Linked DNA regions of Mus musculus: regions 1 and 2 are each linked to region 3. Evidence: chromatin contacts called from public promoter capture Hi-C data. All regions are on one chromosome and are shown on one strand. Each heading gives the region's core, a stretch centred on a gene start, on an enhancer-like site or on the middle of the called end of the contact. The rest is flanking DNA. Distances are from core to core; before and after follow the strand shown. Region 1 overlaps Synj1 (synaptojanin 1). Region 2 overlaps Synj1 (synaptojanin 1). Region 3 holds the start of Urb1 (URB1 ribosome biogenesis 1 homolog (S. cerevisiae)).

The links. Promoter capture Hi-C pulls out the DNA fragments that hold promoters and counts their contacts.
Region 1: a promoter capture Hi-C map of the HPC-7 cell line shows a contact between it and region 3. The contact joins the enhancer-like site here to the promoter of Urb1 in region 3. A contact is called at or near these places in 4 of 39 promoter capture datasets (the HPC-7 cell line, embryonic stem cells, liver and 1 more), 1 of 484 Hi-C or Micro-C datasets (regulatory T cells), 5 of 115 datasets of contacts at active chromatin or transcription factors (astrocytes, craniofacial prominence, embryonic stem cells and 1 more) and 3 of 9 other capture datasets (adipose tissue, liver and pancreatic islet).
Region 2: a promoter capture Hi-C map of liver shows a contact between it and region 3. The contact joins the enhancer-like site here to the promoter of Urb1 in region 3. A contact is called at or near these places in 10 of 39 promoter capture datasets (the HPC-7 cell line, cranial neural crest, embryonic stem cells and 6 more), 1 of 484 Hi-C or Micro-C datasets (extraembryonic endoderm stem cells), 1 of 115 datasets of contacts at active chromatin or transcription factors (fibro-adipogenic progenitors) and 4 of 9 other capture datasets (adipose tissue, embryonic stem cells, liver and 1 more).

What each region holds. Positions count from the first base shown.
Region 1 is chr16:90,994,023-90,998,614 of GRCm38.p6, reverse strand. Synj1 (synaptojanin 1) reads left to right here. Exons shown (of 32, transcript NM_001164483.1): 3 at 4,588-4,592. Among named protein-coding and RNA genes, the nearest start is that of 4930404I05Rik, 15 kb to the left of the region's middle. Within about 2 kb of position 2,899, at least 149 of the 459 cell types and tissues checked have an H3K27ac peak or open chromatin away from gene starts, as enhancers often do. A contact at or near this core is called in the HPC-7 cell line, adipose tissue, extraembryonic endoderm stem cells and 2 more, where this site is marked.
Region 2 is chr16:90,961,990-90,966,658 of GRCm38.p6, reverse strand. Synj1 (synaptojanin 1) reads left to right here. Exons shown (of 32, transcript NM_001164483.1): 16 at 2,014-2,154; 17 at 2,254-2,446; 18 at 2,683-2,841. Among named protein-coding and RNA genes, the nearest start is that of Cfap298, 29 kb to the right of the region's middle. Within about 2 kb of position 2,633, at least 15 of the 459 cell types and tissues checked have an H3K27ac peak or open chromatin away from gene starts, as enhancers often do.
Region 3 is chr16:90,808,175-90,812,426 of GRCm38.p6, reverse strand. Urb1 (URB1 ribosome biogenesis 1 homolog (S. cerevisiae)) reads left to right here and starts at 2,014. Exons shown (of 39, transcript NM_029497.1): 1 at 2,014-2,228. The coding sequence starts at 2,087.

The sequences.
Region 1 (4,592 bases), core at 1,650-4,149, 190 kb before region 3:
CAGGAAAGCCCAGTGGACGCTGGGGCAGGAAAGTGAACTGGGCTTCTGTATCACCTTCTCCCCAACCTTGATTTCCACTCACTCTTCCCTCTGTTCCCTCTGCCGCTTCATGGACTCCACGGTTTACACCCTGGTTGGCAGTTATTAACCAGTCCTGTGTTCCCCACGGCCACCTTCCTCCACTGCCCCCACTCACACTCTTAAGAGGACTGTTGAATGGGACCTTCTGCAATGGGATGTTGGGCTTCTTTCCTGGGAAGGGAACACGTTGTAAAACGTGTTGTAAGAAAGAAAGTTAGCAAGGCAGGTCCTTTTGTGCCGTAAGCTCTTGGTTGGTTTAGCCTGAGAAGTGAGTGTCTGGTGTAGCTGGGATGCTCAGTGTCTGTTAGGTCGGGATCACACTCCAGTGTGAAACAAGAAGCCTGGCTTTGGTTGTATCAGTATACATGTGGCTGAAACACAGGATAAAAAGAAATGTTTACTTCTAATTGAGTGATATGGGCAAAACTCCAGGAAGTGGCATTTTGCTAAGAGATTGAAGGATGGGCGATGGTTGAAAATAGAGGATGACTAGCGGCTGTTCCAGATGGAGAGGACACTGTGAACAGAGGAAGAGAAGAGCCAGCATGCAGGACAAGTAGACAGCGGATGACTAATTTTGCCTGAAGCCTGGTGTGCCAAGAGGTACTGAGAAGGAAAGGAAGACAGGAAGGCTTGTGCTTGGTACCACCAAGGGATTTCCCCCCTTTTTATCTAAAGGTCATATACATAATCTTAGTGTGGAATAAGTGGTCTTATTTCAGATCATCTCTTCATAGGTGAAGATTCTTATATTATTTTCTAAAATGGGATTTCGGGGGAGTACAACAGTGATCATGATTAACCCTTGTATAATCTCTTTTGGTATACTTTATAAGGTCTCGTAAAATAAGAAAGCCTTTTCCACCCACTTAAAAGCAGTGTTTGAGCTGGATACCTCAGCTCTCAGCAGGCTGAGGCACAAAGAGGATGGACTCAAGACTAACCTGGGCTGCACAATGAAACTCTTTTAAAAAAATTATAAATGGACAATAGGGCATTGTAAGATTTATCCTATCAATGCCATTTAGACATATTTATCTAAATTCAGGAGGAGGAAATAATTTTAAACATACAGAAAAGTTGAAGTTAGTAAAATAAAATTTAAAAAAGGATATTTTCTTACCGATTTGAGAGTAGGTTGCTGACGTGAGACCTTATTGTCCCCAGATACTGTGCTGTGTGTTCCCTAGACATTCTCCTCGTAAGGGCGCACAGCAGTCCTGCCACTGCCACTGCTCAGGCCCTCTTCACGCTTACCAGTAGCTAGCCATGCTTTCTATGATGGAAAGATCCATTCAGATCTGTATAGTTGATTTAAAAGGCAGGCCTTAATCTCCTCAACTCTAGAGCTCTAGTCTCTGACCCTCAGGACCTAGGAGAACAGTTGTTTTATAGGATGTTGTCCCTCCTTGCTGTGTGGGGCTTCTGCTGTTGCTCACCTTTGACAGAGCTATTTCAGAAGCTGTGCTGTTTTCGTCAGTCAGGTGACAGCTTTAAACTGCCTTGTTAATGTGTCAATATCGGTATGCACTTTGATTACTGGTAAAGGTAATCGTCTACTAGGTGTTGCAGGCTTTTGTTCTCCCTCCTGATTGTTCTGAGGACTTTGAGACTAGATAAACACCCCTTTCCTTGTGGAACTTCTAGTCTATACGCATATTCAGGGAGTAATAACATTCATTATTATTTCCTTTGTTGCTTATACTCTACATTTTTCAGTACCATTGAACATGTAGCAATGGAACCTACCCTAAGTTCAAGAGCAGGAAGTAGGTAGCTCTTCCAGGGTCCCACACTGTACCCCTGGGACCAGGTTCACCTGCCTCTGCATCTCCAATGCTGGGATTAAAGTATTAGTCACTGTGCCCAGAAAAGAGGTTCCCTCTAATGCTGGCTCCTTAGACTTAGACAATTAGTAACTGACTTAAGCCAATTTCCTCAGGTCAAATGGAAGGTGTAGCTTTGTCCTTAGGGTACTGTGAAAATTAAATAGTGCACATAAACACCTGGCCTTGTGTTAGTGCCATAATCATCGCAGAGATGATGAACTAATACTGTAGCTGTAAGACCATTTCTAAATTGCTGGTAATAGAAACTCATGGCAGTAAAAATGTAACCTCGGGCTGGTGAGATGGCTCAGTGGGTAAGAGCACCTGACTGTTCTTCCGAAGGTCCAGAGTTCAAATCCCAGCAACCACATGGTGGCTTACAACCATCCGTAACAAGATCTGACTCCCTCTTCTGGTGTGTCTGAAGACAGCTACAGTGTACTTACATATAATAATAAATAAATCTTAAAAAAAAAGAAAGAAAAAAAAACAATAATAAAAAAAAAATGTAACCTCATCTGCTTTAGTCAGAGAGAGAGAGAACTCAGAAGATAACTCTGAAATACAAATAATTAAGTGGCTTGGTGTATGCTTACATGTTTAAGCTAGATGACGGTGCAATAGAAGGATGGTCACTGGGCCTGAGAGACAGTGTTTATTTGTTGTGCAATTGAGAAGAAAATAGTTATGAGGAGAGAATATTTATTTCATGATAATTTAGGTTACAGAGACTATTCATATGGGGAGAGAATTACTTAATATTAAGTTACATTTTCTTTTTAACTCTTGCTGGCTGTGGTCATTGAACCTAATGGTGATTTTTTGCTAACTGCTAATTTAACCTAATTGCTGCTGACACTAATACATCAGTAATTCCTTCATTCCAATGACAGCAATAATATTTTAAATTCACACAGCATGTAGCCTGAGGGACTCCGTAGAGCAGTCTGACCTGGAAACCGCATTTTCTGCCATGAAAAATTGAGACCCACTCCCAGCCCCACCCATGGTACGCTGAATGAGGAAGTGCAGCACTTAAGAAAGGCAGCTGTAGTTTCCTTTAGAAAACAATTCAGTTTTTGTTGTAAATTTTAAATTTGAATTGACCATAAACACATAGAACAATATAATGCTAGGACGGCTAGATATGTGAAAGAAGACACGATTCCCCTAGCATGCTAAAAGTCTTCCCCACTCTAGTTTCATACTGGTTACAGAAAGGCCCACACTTAATAATGAACATATTAGAGAATGTGATGGTGTTAGTTGAGTCATTTAGCTTTAGCCTGTGCTGCCAGCTAACTGACCATAAGTCCCCGGCTGGCCAAAGTGAGCCGCGGAGGAGAAGCTTGAGTAGACAGGGTGGAGAGAGGCAGATGGGGAAGTGAGATACTATGTGGAACTCTGGGGAAGAGCTTTAAGATAAGAGTCTGGAATCCAAGGAATTGGCAAGGAATCTTGGATAAGATGTAGATTGAGAAGAGCCTGTGTCTGCAGAGAAGATAGACAGGAAATGGGAGGTCAGAGCAATCTGCTTACTTGCTTTCCTAGAGCAGCATACAGGAGCCCTGCCAAGGGTTCTGTGGTTGTGGTGTGGACAGAGGGGAGGGAGAAGGCTAAGTGTGATGAGGACAGGGAATCCTGTGACCTAGCAAGCCTCCTCGAGCTGGGGAGAGGTGGGACAGGGAACGGAGGGCAGTGGCTAAGTTTGAATTTCACACTTCAGAATGTGCTATTTGAAATTCTTTGAAATACCAGATGTGGTTTATGTTCCTTGGTTCTTTGTTGTATCTTAAATGTGGATCTGCTAAGTGCTAGGAAGGTTCTGCCTTTAAACATCCGGGATTTTTGTTGTTGTTGTCTTTTATTTTATTTTATTTTTTTATCAGTAGACTAACCATAGTAGCCTGCTCTAGGGAAATTATTGCCTGGCTTGAGCTCATTAGCAAGTTTGCCTCAGCTTAGAGCAAAGGAAGTGAGAGGAAGGTCAGTAAAGACTGCCCCACTGCCATGCTAAACCGTGTGGTCAAGCAGTGGCTTGCAGCATTTACCAGTTTATTCAGCTTCTGTGTCCAGGATAAACGAGTGAGTAAAACAGGCTATCAACAAGAAGACAGACTCCTTAGATGGGCAGAATTCTGTAACTCCAGCAAGAAAGTTCTTCTACTAGTTGGACAGAATACCTAATATAATACACTGGTGTTTGGAGAGGTCACCTATATCAAACATGGAGATACTGAGCTGGTGCCCACAGAGACTTCATCCCTATGTTCCAGCATCCTTGATACAGAAAGGTATTCTGCACATTATCAAGGGTAATGTAAATACCAAGCCAGCTACAAAACCTTTATTCACAACAGTGTCCAGCCTGTAAGATATGCTAAGGTAATGGTGGCACAGGGCTTGCAGAAGTAACCCACCAACAACTGATTTGACTCGAGGCTCACTTCACGAGGTGAACCCAGATCTGACACAGCTTGAGTGGTCAAGAACCAGAGACTAGATAACCCAGTGACATAGGGGGAAACCAAGTCATGCTGGTCTAAAGACAGAGAGAGAAAAAAGAGAAAATAGATAGATAGATAAATGGGGAAAACGATCCCATTTTGAAGCTTTGTTTCAAGTCTGGCATTACAACTAAATAGATTCTAATGTTTTCAATTATTATTTTTAACAGCATCT
Region 2 (4,669 bases), core at 1,384-3,883, 150 kb before region 3:
TGACTGGTGCTATATAATAACTGAACAAGTGGTAGAACCTCTTAAAGATTAGTTGAAAATGGAATCTAAAACCTTGTTAGTTTAACCTCTTAGAAAAAATAGACTTGTTTGTGTGCAGTGTTTGCCTTTGTGTATGTAAGCGAGCCACATACCGGTGCTGCCTACAGAGGTCAGAAGAGGGCATCAGATGCTCCTAAGTCTGGAGCTGCAGATGGCAGTGAGCCATCATGTGAGTGCTAGGGACTGCCTGTGCTCACTCTGGAAGAGTAGCCCATGCTTGGAACTGCTGAGCCACCTCCAACACCAATTAGTGAGCTTTTTGTGCTTTTGTTGTGCTAAAACCCATCGCTCATTTCCCATGGAGTGGTCTCATAACACTGTGTTTCGGTCATTTAGGAAGGTTCACTGAGTATGTAGATATTCCTAATTTTGACACATCTTTGGTGTGAATGTACTGTTTTGGTTGGTATCATCAATGGATATTTTATCAAAATCTTTAAATATTGGGAAGCATTCAAGATCACAGTAGCTAATACAAGTTTTATAAAAATTCTCACTTTTGTTTGAAAATACAGCTTTTGGGTCAGCAAGCTAGCTCAGCAGGTAAGGCTACTTGTCAGCAAGCCTGATGACCTAGTTTGATCACTAGAATCTACATGGTAAAGGGAAAGAGCCAGCTCCTACGGGCTGTCTTCTGAGCCCCTCCTTCCTCCCTCCCCTCCTCCCCCTCTGGATAGTTTACAGTTTAATTTGAATAGTTGCTATCAGTTCTTTATGAAGCTTAGTTATAATAGACTGAATATCTTACAGCTCTTAGTGAAGTAATAGATGTGTGCACTGACCATCGGTAGGTAGGTGATGTTGATTAGTATTGTTCCCTGAACAGCCGCGAGCAACTCTAGAAAGAATGGATTAGCCCCATTTTTCCAAAAGAAATAAAGTTGATCTTGTTTCTTAATATTAGGTGATATTAAGGGTTACTATTTGGTGATGATATTGTAGGTTTTGTAAAGATAAAAATGTCCATTATATTAAAGACATAAAAGTAATTATGAGTAAAATGGCATATGTCTTAGATTTGGCTAAAATATCTCAGGTTTATAAGAAGAAGGGAAGGAAAGAGATATTGAAGCTAAATATTAGTATGTGATGACTTACTTTACAGTTAACAAATTGTAGGCTTTTAAACTTTTTCCATAATTATTTAAAAGAAAAATTTCTTAAATTAAAAACAAATTAGTTTATAGGACAGGAGAGGTACTTAGCAGTTAAGATCTCTTGCTGCTCTTCCAGTGAACCAGAGTTCAGTTCCCAGCATCCCATAGGATGGCTCACAACAACCTGTAACTCTGTCTCCGGGATTTTTAATGCCTGTCTCTGGCCTCCTCGGGCACCTATACATACATAACATACATACATGACATAGGGTGGGGGAGGGAAACAGACAGACAGACAGAGTTTTAAAATAATAAAGTTGACTTCATAAAATAAGTGGGAGTGAGACAAGGTGATATGTAGAAGCCCATGTTTCTCATTAACCTAACAATACCTGACATTAAAGTGTGAAGTTTATCTGAGTTGCTCACCTCACGTCTCTTTCTAACTCATTTCCTATCTCTCTTGTTTTATTTCTTGGGGTTTTTAATTTTAGCATTATTTGTTTGGGTGCATGTGTGTATGAAGGCACACGTGTGCAATGGTGTGTATGTGGAGGTCAGAGGATAGCCCCAGGGGTCAGTTCTCTCCTTCCCCAAGAGTCATGGGGATTGAACTCGGGCTGTCAGGCTTGGCCATGGTACCTTTACATGGCGTGCCATCTCACTAAACCCGGATCTCCTCTTGAATAAGTTGTAAATACTGAAACACTGTGTTATTTTGGTTAAGGTGCACATTTTCTTTTTAACAGAAACAAAAAGCAGCTTGCATGAAAATGTTCTTTTTTTTAAGCAATCAGATGTATAAAGGGCGTGTAAAGCTTTCCTTAGGAGTCCCTCCCTCTGTAATACTTTGTAGCACAACCAACCAGAAGCTGTGGGCAGTGGAGCTGCAGAAGACCATCTCCAGGGACAACAAGTATGTCCTGCTGGCCTCGGAGCAGCTGGTGGGTGTCTGCCTGTTTGTCTTTATCAGACCACAGCACGCTCCTTTTATCAGGTCAGTGACAGACACCGTTCTGTCTCTTCTCATGCCATAACAAGAAAGGCCCTAGTGTGTGCGATGCCATCTCGTCCATTCATAACTTGTGCTTTGTAGGGATGTTGCAGTTGATACTGTGAAAACTGGCATGGGAGGTGCAACTGGAAACAAGGGCGCCGTTGCAATTCGGATGCTCTTCCACACCACCAGCCTTTGCTTCGTCTGCAGCCACTTTGCTGCAGGGCAGTCCCAAGTCAAAGAGAGAAATGAAGATTTTGTAGAAATAGCACGAAAACTGAGTTTCCCCATGGTAAGCTTCTGCTGATGGTTCTGTAAGACAAGCCTTTGCATTGCATTTCACTTTATCCTACATTTCCTGTCCGCAGTCGTGAAGACTTAGAGCAGTCCTTAGAGACACCAGCAGTGTTTGTGTGCCTCCGTCTGCTGTCTTGCTATTGTTGGGCTCAAGGCGCAGTGCTGATAGTGCAAGCCCTTGTGAGGCAGAGACACAGTGTGACGCACAGGCTGTCTGTCTCGTGTTTCCAGGGACGAATGCTCTTCTCCCATGACTATGTATTTTGGTGTGGTGATTTCAACTATCGAATTGACCTTCCGAATGAAGAGGTTAAAGAGCTCATAAGACAACAAAACTGGGATTCTCTGATCGCTGGGGATCAGCTCATCAACCAGAAAAATGCAGGACAGGTAACTGCTTCCTGAGATCACTGTCTTACAAAAGGGGCCCTTGGAGGGCTGGGGATGTGGCCCAGCAATTAAGTGCACTCACTGCTCTCACAGAAAGCCCAAGCTCAGTTCCCAGCACCCACACACTGGGCAGCTCACAACCACCTGTAACTCCAGGTCCACACTTAGGCATATAAAAAGATGCACAGAAATAAAAAGGAATGTAAGTTGTTTTTTCCTCTTAGGGAGAGGACGAGAGAGGGAGAAGGAGTGGAAGGAGTTTGAGGGGTCAGGGAGATGAGACTAGCGTTAAAGCACTTGCCTTGCAATGCTGAAGATCAGTTTGATCTTCAGAACCTACACAGCAAGCCCCAGGTAACACCCCAGCGCAGTGGCATGCAACTGCAATCCTTAGGCAGCTAGGAAGCAGACATGAGAACTGGTCAGTTGCCAGAAGGCTGTGAACCAGTCCAGCCTGGAGTAAAACTGCGGAATCAAGATAAATCCTGCCTCAGTGACATAGAAGGGAAAAAACAACTCCCAAAAGTTGTCCTCTGACCTCTACAGGTGTCCTGTGGCACATATATGCTCTCTTCACTCAATATACATATAAAATTATAAATATGCATACAATAAAGAAAAGTTGTAAAAGGAGGGTATGAATTTTGACAATTAAACATTTTCTTATTTCATTTTTGTATTTATTGTTTATACATACCTGTAGCTAAACATACAGAATTATTTTTTCTTGAAAGAATGAAAGAAAAGAAATAAAGGAAGGGGAAAAGAATGTTTTTAAAATGTTTATAATTCTTAGGAAGAAAATACGTTAGTGTGTCTGTAAGATGCACTATCAAACAGAAGGCCTATAATTGTGGGATGATAATAATGTGGACTCTCAGATTAAGTAGAAGGGCTGGGAGCCACTGGTACAGTAACTGGGGCCACCAAGCTTGAAGTCACCTCAGCGGCAGTTTCACCATCATGGATGTCAGCTGTTACTCCAGAGTGTGGTATCAGGCTAGATGAGTCCCCAGATCTCATACCATCTTCTACGATGGGGCAAGGCTGGTGCTGAGCCCAGGTCCTCATGCTTTTGAGCTGCAATCCCAGTCCCGCAGAGAGGTCTGGGTGTCTCATAGGCAGGGTGGTTTCTTTATTCATGCTTTTAAAGTTTCACTAATGGAAGAGTAAGTGGGAAAAGGTCACATTTTTCTACTGTGGGGTTTTTGGTTTTGGGTTTGTTTTTTTTTTTTAATTTTTGTTCTGTTCTGTTCTGTTAGAAATAGTTACTAGATAGACAGATATTTTGTATGAGATTATCCAGCACATAGCATAAAAATATAGGACTAGAGAGATGGCTCAGTCATTAAGGGTACTTGCTGCCCTATCTGAAGACCCTGGATCCAAAGCCCTACTCTGACCTCCACGGACACCAGCACACATGTGCAAAGGCAAACACAAATAAAGTACAACCGGCACCAGCAGGCTTGGCCTGCTCTCAGCTGTGGTCAAATGAGCTACTTGTAGTGTTAGCAGTCAGTGAAGAGATACGTAACTGCCAGAGTCCTGGGAATAAGACGGGGCGCTGAGCCCTAAATCATTCACCCGTATTAACCCCAGCGCCACCAAGGTTCAGGGAACATCTCAGATGATGAGGCAGAAAGTGTGTGTGGGTAACAGGATGAGCAGTGCCGAGACAGCACAGCTATGGCAGGCATGCACTCAGCCGCCAAAGTTGCCTGCACAGAACCTACAGAGGACCAAGCCAGCCAGAGTTGCAGAGGCTGGGTGACACCAGGCCCCATCCCTGTGGAGGAGCCGTTGCAGCTGAGAGTTACTGCAGGAG
Region 3 (4,252 bases), core at 765-3,264:
TTGACAGTTTTTAAAACTTGTGGCCAAAGTAAATTCTTCTCCCATTTCTGCCAGGTTTTCAGTCACTGTCACAAGATAAGTAACGGCCACTGAGACAAATAACACAGGGCTTCTCGTGGCAGGCTAGCTCACTGTCGGCTGGTGAGCTTGGCATTGGGCAAAGTATCAAAGACCTGGCCTAGTTATTTAGAGGACTGCTCTGAGCCAGTCTCAAACATCCATCTGTAATTCTGAGTAATTACTTGCCATCGGGTATCCCTTTATCTAAGGCTAGGATGGACAGGGGCAGCTTCTATGTAATTGAGGCTAGGATCCTGAGTACCCTGGTAAGTTCCCTGGTCTCACTAATTCTTGTGGGTTTAAAAAATATTTTGTGAGCTGTGTGTGTGTGTGTGTGTGTGAGAGAGAGAGAGAGAGAGAGAGAGAGAGAGAGAGAGACTTGCCACAGCATGCATGTAGAGGCCACAAAGCAATTTGTGAGAGGAGGTCTCTCCTTTCACCGTGTGAGTTCTGGGGATTGAGCTGAGACCATCACCCTCCCAGCCACACCCCCACCCCCAATTATTTATAACTTCCACTAGTACAGAGAGATGATAATTTCCCCCAACATCACATAAGCTAAACTCAAGGCTTTAGACTGTTTCTTCCTTCTTCTTGCTGCCTTTTGTTTGGGTCCTGGTGAGTGTCAACATGGGCAATTGGTCACAAGTCGGTCTTCAGCCTCTTCTCTCAAAATTATTCATGGTTTTAGTCATCTTCATTTTTCTGACAGGCCCGGGACCTAGGGATTCCCACAGATGCAGTTGTTTCTGTAGGCTACAGGCTCAAAGTCAAAGGCAAGTGTTGTTGTTGTTGTTTGTTTGTTTGTTTTTCTCTTAGGGACTCTAAAATCATAGGAGTGACAGGGACCACATTCTTAGATGCTTAAAAGATACTTGCTTCCAAAAGTGTGCCTTATTAGACTAGAAGAATATGACAGAGAATTTCAGAAACCATCGATTTCCCAACTAACAGGCTAGTTTGGAATTTTAAATACATACCAAGATATTGATAAGATCTGTTTTTTTTAATTATGCAACTGACTGTTTTTACTTTCCCACATTTTTGCCAGAGCATTGAATGCAGCCTGTAAATCAACAGCTTACAACAAATAAAAACTGTATCGTACTCTCTGTCCCCTTAAAGCAGTTCTTTAAACATTACATTACTTGCCGTTCTCCAGCCCAGGACTGGGGAGAGCCGGCTTTGTTGTCTCCTTTTTAACGAGGGTGCTGAGATGCGGGCACTGTCCAAGGAGGTTTTCTTAAATGCTTGCTTTCTTTGATCGCCCCTGGCCTTCAGCACCACAGAAGGAGTGCATCAAGGTTTGGGGGAAGCAAGCGTGGATGGAGGTTACTTGAAATGACATCTAACCAGCCTAGGCCTTCTGGCTAGGGTTGTGACAAAAACTGGGGATTCAGGGTTACGGACACTCTGGACCACATTCCCAAGCTAGGGCTTTTCAGAGGTAAGTCCACCTGATGTCAAGCCCTCGGGAATTCACCCGGCTTACACTTACACGCAGGGGGCTTGAACTGAGGAAGTATCAATCTCATGAAGTTGTTCAAAGGATATCATTAAAATGCTCAGAGATTTTTAAATATCTGAGCTCTTTGTGCTGCTCTTTGTGGGTCTGGGAGTTCTTCCTGCTCAGGGAGTTGCGGGAGCAGGGGAAGCATTTTGATCCATCTGCCCCAGATTGTTGCAGCTAAGGGCGGGTATGTGATTTTTCTTTGCAGGCAGAGCACAGCCAGAGAACCCTTGGGGAAATCCCAGGCCCTACAGGCCCCACCCAAGCACCAAGCCACGCCCACACCACCCAGAGACACGCCCCAGAAGGCCCCGCCCCCAGGTGTTCTACCTTCTCCACGCCCCCTTCAGCAGGCCCCGCCCCTTCCGCCCTTTCTCACCCGAAGACCGGCTCTTTTACCGGCTTCCCCTCATAGGCTCCGCCTTTCCTTCCAGTCCCGCCCCTTCCTTGCCGCCGGTGCTTCCGGTCGCGTGGGTTTTCCGAGGGTGCCGTTTTGCTGGCCCGGTGGTTTGGGCCATGGGGGTCCCCAAGAGGAAGGCGTCAGAGGGTCCCAGCAGCGCGGCGTCCCCCGCTGGCACAGTCAAGCGAACGCGAGCGGAGGAGTTCACGGGCGTGCGGTTCAAGACCCTGCTGAAGGATGCGCAGGGCCCAGGACCGGGTGAGTGGGAGCGGACTCCTCAGCTTCGGGGCAGTAGCCGGCACAGCGGCGCCTCGGAGCCCGGCTCGGAGTTAGTCAAGAATAGTTCAGTGAGATAGCTTGCTTGGGCTGTCAGTAGCCGTTCCCATAGTAACCAACTGTCAACCCTGATAATGGCGGGATGTCACGTGTAACAAGTTCCATAAGGACCTACAACTAAATCGAGTGACTAGGATTGTCCGGACCGGTAACCGAGAGGGGCCAGATTCTGTAATTTAATTTCACTCGCTGCAGAGTGTGACACCACTTCACAACGACTTCTAATCGTGCAAGGAGTACATTGGTTGTGAGGAGAACCACAGTTGAACATGTTACCATGTTCAGACGTCAACGCGGTGGTAAAAACAAGACAGCGAAATATTTCTCTTAGGTTAACAAAACTACAAAGTTAATAAACTATCGCAGGGCTTGATGGTTCGTGCCTTTAATTCAGCACTTTAGAGGGAGGAAGAGGCAAGAGGATTTCTGTCAGTTGAAGGCCAGCCTTATCTTCTTAGAAAGTGCCAGACCAAGTACACCTTGACTTCCAACATTAGAAATATTTGAAGATTAAGGATAGAATTGGTGCCATCCTGACAGTGTCATGTTGGCAGAGCACTCCTGACTGCTGCTGCTGCTGCCAGTCCAAAGAAGAGTAAGCTGTCCGTCTCCCTGAACTGCCCTGGGCTAACTCAAGCCAGGGGACTCGGTAAACACTATATAGTGAGACCCTGACTCAAAAAGTATTCTCAGCTAATGTTTTTCTTACAATTTTTATTTTTAAACGTTTGGTGCCTCGCCTTGGTCGTTTGCTTAGAAGATGACACCTTTGCTAGCACAGAATTTAGCGCCCCACACACTTATTCGATATTTAATTGCAGTTGCTGTTTGTTAGGTAGAGATGTAATGGGCGAATAAAACCCTGGCACAGGTCTTGCCATTGCAAATCTGATAGTTTGGGAAAGCAGGTGACCAGCAAAGTCACATAGTCACGGGTCTTCCAGAAGGAGCCAGCTATCCATTGTGCCTAATGGGCCTGGGACCTTGATCTGTGAAATCAAAGAAGGCTTCCCCAAGGAAGCAGGTTTTTCATGAGTTGTAGAATTGTATAGGGAAAGGAGCCTTCCTGGCAGAAGAAAAGCGCCAGCTCGGTTCCTGAAAGGCTTCTGTCTACATTTCAGGGGACAGCTAGGTTGGCAGGTACATGACTAATGAAGTGATTGAAAGACGTTGCGAAGCTGAAGTCAGTGGGTGAATGTGGGAGTTTGGAGATTTTTATTTGACTATAATGTCAGGATTTTTCTCTCCCTTTCCCTCCTTGGTACACATTGAGTTCCTGTCATGGGAATGCTCTCAAGGATTGGATTGGTGGGTGTGTGTTGGGGATTTTTAGGTTGCTCTTGCTGTTCCCTTTGTGTGGTGGAGAGGAGCTTTGGGATTCAGTGGCAAAGGCTACTCAGTTGAGTAGTGTCAGCAGTAGAGAGATGACTGACCAGTGAGTCGGGATTCTAGATCAGAAAGGATCTGCTCAAGTCTGGTTCTTCAACATACTTGCCCTTCACTGGTGACGGGGTAAGTGTTATCCCTGTTCCTCATTGCAGTACCAGACAGGCCCAGTCTCCTAGATGTTCCTCCCTCCTTGTGCTCGGTCATCCCTTGGCTCAGTGGTCTCCTGTGTGTGTGTCTCTGGAGTCTGCAGTTCCACATGTACTTCCTTGGTGGTCACTCTAGTCCAGGCACCATTAGCCTTTCTGTGATAATGGCCAGAGCTGTCCAGGCTTGGTGTCTTTTCTACATTTGTTTCCTTGTGTCCCATCACACATGCAAGACGAGGTGACCTTTTAAACTGCCAGTCCGCTCCTCTTGTGGCATCCTGTGGTGCCATCCTACTGCACTTTAATAGCCACAGTTATCACCACTAGTCCATCTTGCCTTCCTACTGCACTTTTTTTTTTTAATTCTTTTTTTTTTCTTTTTGAGACAGGGTTTCTCTGTATAGCCCTGGC